Regions from separate parts of the Mus musculus genome. Here regions 1 and 2 are each linked to region 3. Evidence: chromatin contacts called from public HiChIP or PLAC-seq data. All regions are on one chromosome and are shown on one strand. Each heading gives the region's core, a stretch centred on a gene start, on an enhancer-like site or on the middle of the called end of the contact. The rest is flanking DNA. Distances are from core to core; before and after follow the strand shown.

Region 1 (2,906 bases), core at 398-2,897, 560 kb after region 3:
CGAAATCTAGAGACAAACTACATCCCAAACTACATCCTAGAACATCCACGGGTTCCCACACAGGGTGCCACACACAAGCTGTTCAAGGACTCCGTTTGGGTCCATGTCGTTTCACCTGGATGCCAGCCATGACATTCCTGGTACCCTTTGTCACTCAAATGAGTTGGGACTTGCCCATGGGCATGGAAGGAGCTTTAGGAAAGAAACTGAAGCCCAGGTAAGGCAAGCAACTCCTTTTAAAAGGCCCAGCATTTTGATATAAAGCAACTAAGGCATGGGTTTTCCTTAGCCCAAAGCCCAGCAGGGTTTGGGATGCGACAGGAAGGACTTCCGTAGTTCTCCTACTGGGACAGGGAAAGGACACGTGCAGGCCATTCTCAGAGGTGCTGAATCCTAAGTGAGGTCTCTGGCTATGACAACCTGGCTGGGCCCTTCGTGCTCTATCAGCCTCAGGATGAGTCAGCAGGTGGGGCTGCCACCTTCCCCATACTGACTGAGAGATAGTGCTGGAGCCTGTCTGCCCTGCCCTAGGGCCTAACAGGACTATTTTTTTTCAGTGTTGCTTGAAAGAGTCAAGTAAGACCACACGAGGGACTTCCAGAGGGGCAGGAAACAGGGTGAGGATTTCTTTTCTACATTTTTCAAAGCCTGGAAATACCCATTATCAGCCTTGTTCCTGAGCCTCGTTGGGACTGGGAGTGACAAGGTGGCCGCTCTGCTGGCCATCTCGGTGCCCACCTTGGACGGGAGGGAAGGGGGGTGGAATCCCGAGGCAGAAGTCCCAGAAGTCGGGGCAGCAGTCAGAGACGGTGCGGTTGCAGAAGAGGTCACAGTAACAGGTGGCTCCCAGGTAGGGCAGGGCACACTCGTCAGCACGGCCTCGACAGCACATGTCCTGCTCTTGGCAGTATCTGCCACCGGCGTCCCGGATGCCCCGCAGGTGCAGCCCTGGCGCCAGCTCCCTGCGCCAACGACTCCGCCGGGCCTCCAGGGCAGCCTGGCCAGCCAGCAGCAGCAAGAGCAGCCCCAGCCAACATCCCCACATGGTGCCTCCTAGACCCGAGGAGAACAGAGGTCAGGGGTCAGAGGTGTTGGCTTCTGGAGACTCCCTAACAAACGTCAAGGGTGGGTCTCCCTTCACACGTCCTGGAGCTTTCCTAGGAGGCTCAGCAAAGCGGGGAACCCTGACTCCCGAGTCTCCGGGAGGGAAAAGACAGCACTAGATGTCAGTCCACTCATGGGACAAGAAGTAGACCCCCCTCCCTGACCTGTTTAGGGACTGTCATGGACAAGGAAATGGGACCTTGACATTTCCAACACGCATTCTCCTCTCCTGCCCTTGGTCCCTCTACCTCTCTGACGCATCTGAGTTGGATTGTTGACTCTGTGTTTCCTCCTTATGCATGCCCCCGCCCTTCTGTCCTTGTGTCCCTCTGACCCTCTGCTCTGCGTCCCTCTGACCCTCTCCTCTGTGCCTCTCTGCCCTGGGTCCTTCTCCCTCAGTGTGCCCCCTCCTCGCTGCTCCTTCTCTCAACACCCTCTACCCTCTGATCAGGGAGAGTCCCTACCTGGTGAGGGGTGTGGGCTGGACCCAGGCTGCCCTGCGCGCCTCCGCCTCCAAGCTCGAGACTGCCAGACCGAGTCAAGTGAGGAGCGCAGGGCGGGACGCTTTTTGTACCGCCCTGCCGGCAGCACCCGCCCCAACCCCGGACTGTGGGAGGGGAGGGCGGGGCCCACTTGTAGGTACCTGGAGTAGCCCTTAGCTCCGAGGGAACGGCTTAAGGACAATGTGTACGCGACTGTCCTCCTTGAGGGATCTCTTGTCAATGGAACCCTCTTCTTAGGGAGCAGAACTGCAACTCACGGAGAAAGAATTGTGGACTGATAGTAGGAAGGACTTTCCCAGCGATTTTACGAAGCTGAAAACGTGAACAGAAGCGGGCGAGGAGGCAGCTACGATCAGAGTTCAGGACTTGATAGGGACCAAGAGCTAGGGGCAAAAATCTCTAACCCCCCCCCCCAACCCGGCCCTCCAGGAAGAAAAATAGCCAGGCACATCCTTGACCCAGTGACCCTGGGCTGGGGGCCACTCCAAGCCACAGCAGCTCCCAGGAATGACAGGAATTCCCAAGGGATGATTCAGGAAGCTGCCTAGGCTCACGGAGCTCCGGGCAGCTCCTCCCCAGGAGGTGGGTGCGGTGCGGAGTCTGAGCTTACCCAGCCGCCCCTTGTGGGGTCTGCCCTCCCCCAGTGATGGGCACCTTGCCCAACACTGCCCCCTCCACCAGGCCCAAGGGCATCCTTCTTGGCCCAAGGTCCCGTGGCGGGCCCCACATCAAGGGCCCTGGCAGCTGGGGCCCCCTGCAGAGCCCCTTTCCGTTTCTGGTCTAACCTTTGCCTTGCCCTCACACAATGGGGCTTCTGTCCCTTGAGGCCTTCCGGCTGTCACTTTGTGCCTCCCCATTGTGCAAGCTCCTTCTTCCAACAGATTGGGCCCAGGGCCAGAGGACTCTCTAGGTGGAGGAAGGACACCACACCTAGACAGTTATCCTAGCCTTCTCTGGGGCAAGCAGGAGCGCGGGGATTCTCTTAGTTCTCCGAGACACCTCCCCTTAGCTGTCACTCTCTGCAGAGAGCAGTCAGTACAAGGGATTCTTGTGACCGAGCTACCCCCTGCTGTGAGGCAAGGGTGGTGAGGCACCAGGGGGTGCGGAAGCACCCAACATACAGACCTATCCATTCGTACTCTGAAAGGATCTGAGAGCACGAAGCCTAAAAGATAAACTGAGGCTCAAGAGAACAGACAAGGTCTGGATGCAGCTTCCTTGATAGAGTGCTTGCTTAGCGTGTACAGAGCCCTGAGTTCGTGTTTAGCATCGTATAAAAACTGTGGGGCTGGTGAGAAT
Region 2 (2,971 bases), core at 183-2,682, 520 kb after region 3:
CCCTCAGGTCTTTGGGGTCTCAGACCAAACTTCCTGAGGGAGAGGAGGTAGGGAAGAAAGGAAGGAGGGAAGAAAGGAGGGGAGGAAGGAAGGAAGGGAGGAAGGGAGGGAGGGAGAGAGGGAGGGAGGAAGGAAGGAAGGAAGGAAAGAAGGAAGGAAGGAAGGAAGGAAGGAAGGAAGGAAGGAAGGAAGGAAGGAAGGAAAGAAGAGGACATTAGGGACTTTGTCTACCTCCGTCTCTTTATTCTTAGTCATGGGGTGGGAATGGTGGAGCTAGGCACCTTTTACCTCCCTCCTTGAGACTCAGTTTCCCCACCCAGTGGTCCAACAGAGTATTAAAGTTACCTACCTTCCAGAGCCACGATGAAGAGTATTGAGCTCTAAGGTTTGGGAACTACTTCACCCAGAGCCTGGTACACCCAGAAGCTGGCCCTCCAGTCAGTATTCGGTATCATTATTAGCAAGCCCTGTTGTGTGGATGGAGAGACGGGAAGCTGAGAGGTTGAGTCCCTTGTTCAAGGTCACAAAGCCAATCCAGGACAGTCTGAGTCCTCCGGCCACCACAGATTTAGGAAGGAAACCCATCCCCAACGACAAATATTCTTTCTTGAGTCAGTCCTCAAGCCTTTTCCCTTGGCTGGGAAAAGGGTGCAGGGAGATATTAAAGACCTAGGTCCCGCCCACTAGACTTGCCAGATCCTCCTCAGTGAGCGTACACGCGCGGGAACGCACAGACCCGCGAAGAGGAGTGCGGGTAAGCACCTTCCTAGGAGAGACGAAAGGAGGATCCTCACGCCAAGAAACAGGCTTCTCAAGACCCCCCTTGCTAGGTCTCCTGGAGTCCCCGGGGCCGAGATGCTCCCCGACGGCCGCCAGGGGTCGCTGAGCCGGTGCGCAGGCCGCTCTCCATTCATAAATCCGGCCTGGCTCAGGCCGCTCCCTCCTCCCTTGCTCAGACCCCTTCTTCCCTTGGCTGGGTAGGGACGACCCCAGATTGGTGTTAAGAGGATGGACAGTCCTTTCGAGAGCCCTAGGGGAAGGGGCAGAGACATTGGCCTACCGATTTCCCAGCGGGACCTCCCTGCTCCTTAGGGGGTCTGGGAGGATTCCCAGAAGGGGCAGCAAGTGCGCTAAAGGGTACCTCCCGGAGGTGAGCGGAGTGGGGGGTGGCGCAGTCTTCCGGCACCCAGGTCCCCAGAGACTCCAGCCCCCTCCATCACCTGCCGATGCTCTTCTGGAATCCCCAAGTCAGTCCTGGGGGTCGCCCACGCCCCGCACCTGTTGGCTCCCGGCCCCGGGCATCCTCCGTTGCTGGAACCTGGACCTTGCTCGCGGGACTTCGCCTTGGTGCGGAACTGGAGACGCGGCGGGGTAGCCCCCTCCTGAGGCGGCGCTGTCCGCTCAGTGGCTGCGTGGTCCCGGCTCTGGTGCCCGCGGTAGCTCGGGAGGGCTAGGGAGGGCTGCGCGCCGCGGGGAGGGGAGCGGAGCGGGATGCTGGGAGGAGAGGGGAGGGAGCCCCGGCCTGTCTGCACTCGAGGTCACCCAGCTGGAGCCCCGCCTTGTACTTCACGCTTCCATCCACCTCCATTCACGCGTCCACTGGCTCATTCACATCCTTCGCACACTTACGCTCCCGCCACCCGGCATTCAGCACGCACCTGGGGTGGGGAGCGTCGAGGGGCCACAGAGCAGGGGTGGACCCCACCACTACTTGCTGCCTCACCTGACCGATTAGGGTGGTGGCACAGGTGAGTGGCATAAGGGTAAGAGGATGCCGGTGCCGCCTTCAAGCAATCTCAGGACGCGCTGGAGCAGCTGGTGTCCAGAGATGTCAGAAAGCCCTGATCTTTCCCGTTCTCCCTGCCCCAAATCCTTCTTGTTCACATTTACTTTCCCCCTCCTAAAGCACAGACATGAGGTGGAGGCAGAAGAAGGGAAGCTGGAGGCGTTCATTAACTCAATATTTACCAATCTCTGTGGCAAGCAATGAACCTGTAATACGGCCGCCATTTCCACAGGATACTCAATGCATGATCTCATTTAATCCCCGCGTCAGCCTGGGGGAGATAGTTATTACTGTCCCCATTTTACAGATAAGTCCTTGGATACACACAGCTCGGGGCTTTGCCCAAGGTCAGAGGCAGTGCTGAGGTTCGAACCTGTGTTTCACTCTCAGATCTCCCAGAGCCCCTCTAACCCCCAGTTCTGCATAGGATGTAGGCTTCCGGGGAGTAAGGCATTTCCCTATGGTGTCCACAAAGATGGGTGAGACCTAGGGAGCTGAGAGTCACAACAGAGCAGAAGAGCTCACCCAGGACTTCCTAGAACAGCAACACCTGCTCTGAAGCCGGAAGCAGGACCAAGTGGCCCTTGGGTTAACACGGAGGTGTGTGTGTGTGTGTGTGTGTGTGTGTGTGTGTGTGTGTGTGTCTTTAAGGCAGACAACAGCAGGTGCACATGATTGGATCAGGTCTCCTGGGAATCCTAGCAGGTGGGTGGGGACTTTGTCCACCTATCACCTCAAGACAGTGTCGTCCAAGCAAGGGTCCTTTCTCACACATCCCTTCCTTCCTGGGAGTTGTAACCACCATCTTCCCTTTGCAGCCAGACCCTCTTCTAAGGCACTGGAGATGCAAACAGGGGGTCTGTGAGCAGATGACTAGGACATCACCCTTCTGGGTCTGGTGACCTCTATCTACTCTGGAAGAATGGGAGTGGCTGGACCCAAGGCAGAAACTCTGTCCTTGGGTAGTTGTGGCATCTGTATGCAAGAATATAGGCCACAGATCTCTAGGACTCTAAAACTGTCATGTCTGCTCTGAGTGCTGCCTGAGGCAGGGGATGGATGAAGGACTCCAGAGAAGAGGGACTGTGGTGTGTGTGTGTGTGTGTGAGAGAGAGAGAGAGAGAGAGAGAGAGACAGAGACAGAGACAGAGACAGAGACAGAGACAGACAGAGACAGAGACAGCG
Region 3 (2,718 bases), core at 64-2,563:
GGGCTCTTTTCTGTCTTCTTCTGCACCATCTCCTCCCAAATGAGCTCTTTTTCAGAGTCTTTATGTGGGGAATGGCTCCATAGTTTCTGCTCTGGGTTTGATATTTTCTCTGCTTTCCAGGACTGATGAGATTTTGCCTTATGAGAATTTGGAAAGGGGTGAGAATTGCAGGGCTAACGCTCTCCCCCCCCCTCCCCCATGTCTAGAAACCATAGTCTAGTGGGCAAGTGGGCAGGATTAGGGATTCGGGTGAGGAAGTGAACCTGCTTTCTCTTCCAATGACTACTGAGGCTTTTGGCAGAAAAAAACAAGTCCAGTCTAAGGGGTAGTATACATCTTTAATGCAAGCATCTGGGGAGGTTGAGGCAGGAAATCCGTTGAGTTCAAGGCCAGCCCGGACTACCTAGTAAGGCTCTGTGTCTACAGACTTTTGGAGCTTGCCGGAGAGATGGCTCAGCAGTTAAAGGAACTCGTTCTTTCAGAGGACCCAGGTTCAGTTCCCAGCACCCATACGGTGGTTCACAGTTGTTAACTCCAGTTCCAGAGGGTCTAATGTCCTCTTTGGACCTCTGGGGGTGCCAGGCTACATACAGTGTACAAACAACAGGCAAAACACCCTCACACATTAAAATAAATCTTCAAAGAGGGAAGACCCACCATTCCCTTGAACCCGATAGCAGGTTCTCCTTTCCTTTCCCCTGCAGTGTCGTACCTCTGGGAGAAATACGGGCTTGGGGATCCAGCCCCCAGTCCACTGAAGAGTGCTGAGGTCACCCTCAATCTCTTGTACAATTGCCTCATACTCGGCTCGAAGGCTCTGGAATTGACGTCGGACCAAGAAGCCTCGGAAGCCGGCCTAATGTAGAGAACAAGTGGAAAAGCTAGCCCTTAACATTTTTGGAAAAACGGTATTTTGGCAAGCACTCTTGATTTTGTCGTTGCCAAGCCCTTGCACATGGTGGGCAAGCACTCGACCTCTGAGCCCAAAAGAGAGAGATCTTTGCATGCTGGGGGCTGCCAGAGGGAACACGGTCATGGGGAAGGGTTAGGCGAGTGTGGTTTGGAGCTCTGGGAGCTGAAGAGAAGATGCTGACCCTCATTCTCTTCCCTAACCCGGCCAGAGCTCCGCATTCTTCAGTGCAGTGCGGGGGCGTGCGAGTAAGATGTTATGTGACAGCATTTCGCCGGAAGGTCCAGCCCCTCACCCCAGGTGCACTCGCAATTCCATCCCGACCTGCAATGTAGACACCTTTCGAAGGAAAAGGTCGGGATCCATCTCCTCGCCAACCGCCCTGCGCTGTGCGTCACTCGCTTGCGTGCGTTTGCGCAGTGAGTCTTCAGACAGCGCCGCTCCTGGGCATGCGCAAACATAGGGCCCCACCCGCGTCTCCAGGGACACACGCTGGGCTTCTCCGTCAGACGCACGCATCCGGGTGCGGCCCCCCTCCCCAACCCTGTGTTTGGCACAGTGAGAACAAGGAGAGCACCGAGTAGTCGCTTTTCTGTTTGTTTAATTCCAACCAGTGCCCCCGACCCCATAGCACCAAGGGGCTTCCGAATCCGTAAAATTCACAGTTTGAAGAGGAGAGTAGCAGAAGAGTTTAGGCGACACCTACGCAGCTGGCTGGTCCTCAGGCTCAGCATTCTCTGCCAAGTGTAGCTTCTGTCTGTGTCAGTCAAGGACTGTGACACTTTGGACCTGTGTATCCACGTCTTCCCACACTGTACAGGTGTGTGTGTGTGTGTTCAGGACCACCACACCAGGGCACAACCACCTAAATAAAGATTAAAATCTGGGGGCTGGTGAGATGGCTCAGTTGGTAAGAGCACCCGACTGCTCTTCCGAAGGTCCGAAGTTCAAATCCCAGCAACCACATGGTGGCTCACAACCACCCGTAATGAGATCTGATGCCCTCTTCTGGTGCGTCTGAAGACAGCTACAGTGTACTTACATATAATAAATAAATAAATAAATCTTTAAAAAAAGATTAAAATCTGAAAGCCAGATGTGGTGGCATATGCCTTTAATTCCAGCACTTGGGAGGCAGAGGCAGGTGGATCTCTGTATCTCTGTGAGTTCAAGGCCAGCCTGCTTTACTCAGAACAGCCAGGGCTACAAAGAGAAACCCTGTTTCGAATCCCAGAATCTCTCTTGCCCCCTAACAGAAAAGGCGGAAAGGGCAGGAGAACAGCAGACAAGCTTTGCTATGTGTCGGTGTCTGCTTCAAAGATTTCCATCATGCTAGGGCTTACACAGTGAGACGGTCTCAAACAAAAAAGATATCACTGTTTGAAACATACTTCTTACATGCATTTTTCTCTCCTCCATGGCCCTGCTCTGTTTGTTTGTTTAATTCTAGCTGTCCTAGAACTCACTATGTAGATCTGGATGACCTCAAAACCCAAGAGCTCCACTTCCGTGCCTCTGCCTTCCAAGTGCTGGGATTAACATTTTGTGTCACCACACCTGATGCATTTTTCCCTTAGAATTTGGGAAATTCTACATTCCTCTTAAGTGGGGCCAGTTTGTTGCCAATTCTGAGTCAGTATGAGAGCTGAAGATGGGAATATTTGTTATGTGTGAATAGAGATAGGAACGAAGAAACTCATCTCCTGCTCCTCATTTCTCCCTCACCCTAGCGGCATGTGAATCCCTAAGGCCCCTTGGAAAGGATACATGGAATTGCTAAGATCTTCCAGCTGTCAACACAGAGAAAA

What was found. HiChIP or PLAC-seq counts read pairs in DNA pulled down with a chosen protein or histone mark.
Region 1: a contact with region 3 is called in an H3K4me3 HiChIP or PLAC-seq map of bone marrow-derived macrophages, with 3 times the contacts expected there. The contact joins the promoter of Tinagl1 here to the promoter of Iqcc in region 3. A contact is called at or near these places in 1 of 39 promoter capture datasets (the 3T3-L1 cell line) and 3 of 115 datasets of contacts at active chromatin or transcription factors (bone marrow-derived macrophages, microglia and pancreatic cancer cells).
Region 2: an HNF4G HiChIP or PLAC-seq map of pancreatic cancer cells shows a contact between it and region 3. The contact joins the promoter of Hcrtr1 here to the promoter of Iqcc in region 3.

Annotation. Positions count from the first base shown.
Region 1 is chr4:130,173,155-130,176,060 of GRCm38.p6, forward strand. It overlaps Tinagl1 (tubulointerstitial nephritis antigen-like 1), which reads right to left and starts at 1,648. Exons shown (of 12, transcript NM_001168333.1): 1 at 1,569-1,648; 2 at 739-1,053. The coding sequence starts at 1,045. It overlaps Gm52490 (a long non-coding RNA gene), which reads left to right and starts at 168. Exons shown (of 3, transcript XR_003955116.1): 1 at 168-217; 2 at 558-617.
Region 2 is chr4:130,137,730-130,140,700 of GRCm38.p6, forward strand. Hcrtr1 (hypocretin (orexin) receptor 1) reads right to left here and starts at 1,433. Exons shown (of 9, transcript NM_198959.2): 1 at 1,279-1,433; 2 at 350-467.
Region 3 is chr4:129,617,780-129,620,497 of GRCm38.p6, forward strand. It overlaps Iqcc (IQ motif containing C), which reads right to left and starts at 1,314. Exons shown (of 5, transcript NM_198026.2): 1 at 1,235-1,314; 2 at 713-856; 3 at 1-137. The coding sequence starts at 1,276. Ccdc28b (coiled coil domain containing 28B) reads right to left here. Exons shown (of 6, transcript NM_025455.2): 5 at 2,678-2,700; 6 at 1,495-1,667. The coding sequence ends at 1,613.